2 separate regions of the Mus musculus genome follow, and region 1 is linked to region 2. A link is a contact called in public Hi-C data. All regions are on one chromosome and are shown on one strand. The core of a region is the stretch at or near the end of the contact, and the rest is flanking DNA. Distances in the headings are between cores, read along the strand shown.

Region 1 (2,700 bases), core at 117-2,616, 92 kb after region 2:
AACATCAACACCTGTATTTATCAGGCTCTGGCAGAGCCTCTCAGGAGACAGCTATATCAGGCTCCTGTCAACAGGCACTTCTTGGCATCTGCAATAGCGTCTGGGTTTGTTGTCTGTATATGGAATGGATCCCCAGGTGGGGCAGTCTCTGGATGGCCTTTCCTTCAGTCTCTGCTCCACACTTTGTCCCCATATTTCCTTTAGACAGGAGCAATTCTGGGTGAAAAAAATTGGAGATAAGTGGGTGGCCTCATCCCTCAACCAGGGTCCTTGCCTAACCTCTGGATATGGTATCTACAGGTTCTCCCTCCCCTTGGTTGGGAATTTCAGCTCCTTTCATCTCCATTGGATCCTGGGAGCCTCTTGCTTTCCTGATATCTGGGACTTCAACTGTTCTAATGTTACAACTCTTTAATACAGTTCCTTATGTTATGGTGATCCTGAACCATAAAATTATTTTTGTTGTTACTTTATAACTGTAATTTTGTTATTGTTATGAATTGTAATGTAAATATTTTTGGAGACAGAGGTTTACTAAAGGGGCTGCAATTAACAAGTTGAGAAACACTGCTCTAGAGAACCTTATTTAATTCAGTATTTAAGGGCACATTTCCAGTGACCTAACTTGCTTTAACTAGGCCTCATAACTTAAAAGTTTTATTATCTTCCAATACTGAAATGAGTTGCAAGCCAAACTATTAACCCATGGATTTTTTGGGAGAATTGTCAAATTCATATTAGAGCAATACATTCAAGTAAATAGGCTTTACAATGCAAAGTAACAAATGTTTTGATTAGTAAAAAAAAAAAAAATCTAATACTACACCTGTATTAAGATGTAGAGTTTAATTCCCATTCCCTTGGATATGAGCTTACCCTAGAGACTTGCTCACCTCGAGGCGTGTGATGGAAGAGATGATCTATGGTTTCTAAGTTGTAGCCCCTAAGAACTCATGCAGTTTCCAACCGTATTTCTTAGTCCTGGTTCCTGAGATGTCCCTTCCAGCTCTCAGTGACTGCCTCAGGAGGAAAATTCGAGTCAACTGGAGAAGATAGAAATTCTGCTTGGCGGGTCCATTTGAGCTTCTGGATGACAATGGAGATCCGCTTCATGCAAGGCAGGGCAGAAGTTCACTCAGGCAGTCTAACGACTTCAGCCTGATTCACTGCCTGGCAACAGGAATAAGATAATTCTACCCAGCTGAACTCAGTCAACACAAAGGGTCCAAGGAAATCATAAAGCACAATTTTTCAGCCATAACTTTCAGAGATTCTTACACAACAATTCAAGACTGAAACTGCTGCTGATATGAAGGAGCAATCTATCTGAGGCCCAAGTAAGGAGAATGGGGACAGGCTGCCCCAAAACATGTATACCTGGATGGTTCAGAAGCAACGCCAATAAAAAATGTGTGATTTACATATGCCACAAGATTAAATACTAATGATTCTGCCAAAAGGGCAAGGTTCTACCATGATGCAGGAAGTGACACATAGGCCTGGGTACCCAACTGGAGTATTTCCACAATTGCTGTCCCTTGGAATACTGCACATACCTATTGTTCTCTGTTCAAATAAGCTTGAGGCAGACGACCATATTCTTTCTGAAGTATTATCATAGTTTATAGTCAGTGTGAAACACAGTCTATTTACTATAGGACTACTACCTGAGCCTTCGGTGTGTTAAAGTTGGAAAATAGCCAAAAAAGCTATTTTTCTCGTAAATTAAGTAGCTGGTGATATGTCAGCATAGAAAACACCTTGTTATATGCTTAGAGTTTTAATAAAATGAAAGAAACTAGAGAATTTTGAGAGATTATAGCTTTGCCCTCTCTTCTCAGAAAGATGATGAGACATAGGAAAAAAAAACAGTGTGTGTGGTTTAACAGCACAGATGCTAATCTTTTTTTTTTTTCCTTTTTTTTTTTTTGTTTTTGTTTTTGTTTTTGTTTTTTGTTTTTTGAGACAGGGTTTCTCTGTGTAGCCCTGGCTGTCCTAGAACTCACTCTGTAGACCAGGCTGGCCTCGAACTCAGAAATTCACCTACCTCTGCCTCCCAAGTCCTGGGATTAAAGGCGTGTGCCACCATGCCTGGCACAGATGCTAATCTTGCCTTCCCATTTTAATTGCTTGTTTGGCTTTGAAACTTTCTTTTTTGTGAGCTCACTTTTTTTTCTATTTTAAATGAGAAACAGGAAGGGAGTCTGAATTTGAAGCTCAATAGCAGTAAGGTGCACGTCACAGTCTGCAGTGGATGTGGACTCAAATCTCTGGCACCAAATGCAAAGTAAGATAAATTAAACATGGAAGATATTGGTCTGAATTACATACATACCAATATTCTGTGGAACCTTTTACATTATGAATCATTTAAAATTATGCATACATAGATTCTCTGGGATGTTCCATATCATGTAGTTGATTCTAAAAGGAATAACTGTCACCAAAGAAGATGAGAACCACTTGCATAAATCAGTTTTGGGCCTTGTTTGGGTTTTAGTCTTCAGGGTGGTGTTTTGGGGAGTTGTGGCCCTTTAAGAGGTGATTCCTATAGGAGTTCCTTAGGGACTTAGGACAAGACCCCACCTTGATTTGTTTTGTTTTGTTTTTTGTGGTGTTTTCTTTAAATTTTTTTTATTTTTTCTTTTATTAGATATTTTCTTTATTTACATTTCAAATGTTATCCCTCTTCCTGGTCTC
Region 2 (2,700 bases), core at 140-2,639:
TTATTTTGTATTGAAAAATGCTGGAACAGATCCTATTTGGTTCAGCTATATTTCCATTAAGTTCCCTCCTCCTTTTGCTCTTCCTCTAAATGGGAAAATATTGCTGAGTGTTCTGGATGGCACCGTTAACTCTACAGCCACACGAGCCACCCAAAGCTTGCAAAACACTGGGAAGGATGTCAGTTCTGTATCTCCAGTCTACTGTACTGAAGGGATCACCAGGCCAAACTCCACAGTGACTCAGAGGCAAGGCCATTGGACTGCCTTAGATGGAAGCTAAAGACAATTAGATAGTTCTCAGTGTGAAATGGATAAATTCATAAAGAGCCCGGTGCACCAACAGGAAACTGTTCCCCACCATGCTTAGAGATGCTGCATTGAGGGAAAGAGGCTGTTGTGACATCTGTGGAATGCAATAAATAAACAACAAAATACAAATATAAATACTGTCCTTATTGACAGCGCGATAGATGTGAAAATTATGTCTTACCTTGTAGGTTATCAAGGTATTATTTCATGACTGTTATCAAAGATGTGTGAAAGATCTATTAGAAAAGAATAACTTAGCTGTTAAGGAAATTTGGAGGGGTTGAGTGTCTTAATATAGGATGAGTTGTCAAATTCACCCCATTATACTTTAACCATGGACTCTACAAAGGAAACAAACGTTTCCTGCAGATGGCTAAACTAGCTATGGTATCCACAATGTGGTATATACTCAACAAATGTTGGTTATACAATGATAAAATATCCAATAAATTATAGCAAGTAAATGGATCCTGCTGGGAGTCATTGAAAGGAATTTGCAACTAGCATACCGTGTTCTGCTCATATGAGGATCTTATCTGTGCCAAACACATGAAGATGTGAAATTCAAATAAAAATATCGAAAGAAGTAAAAGAAAAAGTCAAGTTTAAAAATAAAGCAGAGACTTCTACGAGTCAGAAATGAAACATTGGAATCTGGGGAGACTGTCTGCCTTCCTTCGTGGGAGTAAAGATGGGTCCTGCTCCTATGACAACCGAAGTAAACAGAACCCTGTGAAGTGCAGCTTTGGGCCCTGGCCTGCTGCTCGCCCTTAACCCCGATCTTTTCCAGAATGAGTAAGAAGCCTACTACAGTCGACATGCATAGCTGTTTTCCTCCTAAGTGCAGGGAATTGCGTTTCATTTTCTTTATTTTACAAAGCATATTGAAAAGGGAACTAACTATTACTCACGGAAATGATTCAGATAGGGCAAGCTCCCAGACACTATGAGAAAAAAAAAATAATCCCCAAATCTAGGCTAGAAATAAGTTAAAAATAACCAAGAGCTGTGGGAGACACTTGCCGCTGTTGGTGTCTGACCTATGAAACAAAACCGAAACCACGAGTTTGCTTGAGGTGCGTGGAATCAAAGTGACGGGAACCAATTACCTGGTTAAGGGTTTTATAAAGTTTTGAAAGTTCTTCTCTAAACAGTCAGACAACAAATGTTTTAGGTTTTGTGAGCCATATAGCCCTTCTTCAAACTATAGTGACAAAGCAGCCATAGCTCTGCCTCTGTAGAAATAAACCATGTCCCTTTGTCTTAGTGAAATCTTACCCCCTCAACGAGATTCATAGAATGAGCTGTAGTCTACTAGTTCTGTCCTGTAAGTCGGCTTTTCCCATGATGAGGATAGATGATGCCAGCTTTCCTACATTCTTGAGCTGGGGCTCTTTTCCCAGTAAACAGACACCGTGATTAGCCTTTTATAAGCCTCTATGCTGGCCAACTTTATGAAGAATACTTCTTTTCCTTAGATATATCAGCTCCTCGAATTAGTCTGGAGCCAGGTGCTGTGGGCTTTGTCGAGTTTCTATTTTCTTAAGGTGACTCTGCATATCTCTGTTTCAGTTCAGTGAGAGTTTATTACCCTGACTACATTAATTTCCCAGTAACGTGCTGGCATGTAGCCCCTTACTTCCAAGTTTTCTAGAGATTTTTTTCCATTTTAGATTGTATGCCATTCCTCATGTTGTGGTTCAAGCAAAGCAGTGTAGCAATTGGTGTTTGAGTTGCTTATCTTTCCCAGTTAATAATTCCAGGTAAATTGGTCAGGCAAACGTTATATGCCCCAGTACAGGGGAATGCCAGGGCCAAAAAATGGGAATGGGTGGGTAGGGGAGTGGGGGGGGGACTTTTGGGATAGCATTGGAAATGTAATTGAAGAAAATACGTAATAAAAAAAATAAAAAAAATAAAACACTAACAGCAACATAAAAAAAAAATAACTCCAGGTAAATAATTTCTACTTTTTAGTGGAGTGGAGCCTTACTTGCATGCATCTGTAATACAGATATACCTTCAACTGACTGCAACTTTAAAACAAATTCACATTTAAAACCTGCCCCCCCCCCAAACCAGCCCCCAGGAACTGGTTCAGTTTCTGCTCTGACTGGTGGCTGACTGAGTCTTGTATGACATCGTTACCTCATCCCTTTTCTGTGGGAGCGATCATTTCCTGACTCAAAGAATATGGTGGTTGAATTTAGTGACCGGCATCTGAATGTGGGAACAAGTCTGAGCCCAACTGAGTCATGATATGAATTTCAACAAGCTCTCTACATGATTCATCATTGTTCAAGTTTGAAAGTACTTTCTCTGGCATGTATTGTTCCTTAATACTATTTTTTTTAATGTCAATTAGAAAATAGAGTCTCCTCTGGGTGGCAG

The links. Hi-C and Micro-C count contacts between places; a contact is called where the count stands out from the background.
Region 1: a contact with region 2 is called in a Hi-C map of the G1E-ER4 cell line, with 2.2 times the contacts expected there. A contact is called at or near these places in 4 of 39 promoter capture datasets (the HPC-7 cell line, liver and stem cell-derived epiblast-like cells), 2 of 484 Hi-C or Micro-C datasets (the G1E-ER4 cell line and embryonic stem cells) and 1 of 130 datasets of targeted methods (CD8 T cells).

What each region holds. Positions count from the first base shown.
Region 1 is chr19:35,218,100-35,220,799 of GRCm38.p6, forward strand. No RefSeq gene overlaps it. Among named protein-coding and RNA genes, the nearest start is that of Gm24006, 16 kb to the left of the region's middle.
Region 2 is chr19:35,125,627-35,128,326 of GRCm38.p6, forward strand. No RefSeq gene overlaps it. Among named protein-coding and RNA genes, the nearest start is that of Gm31568, 25 kb to the right of the region's middle.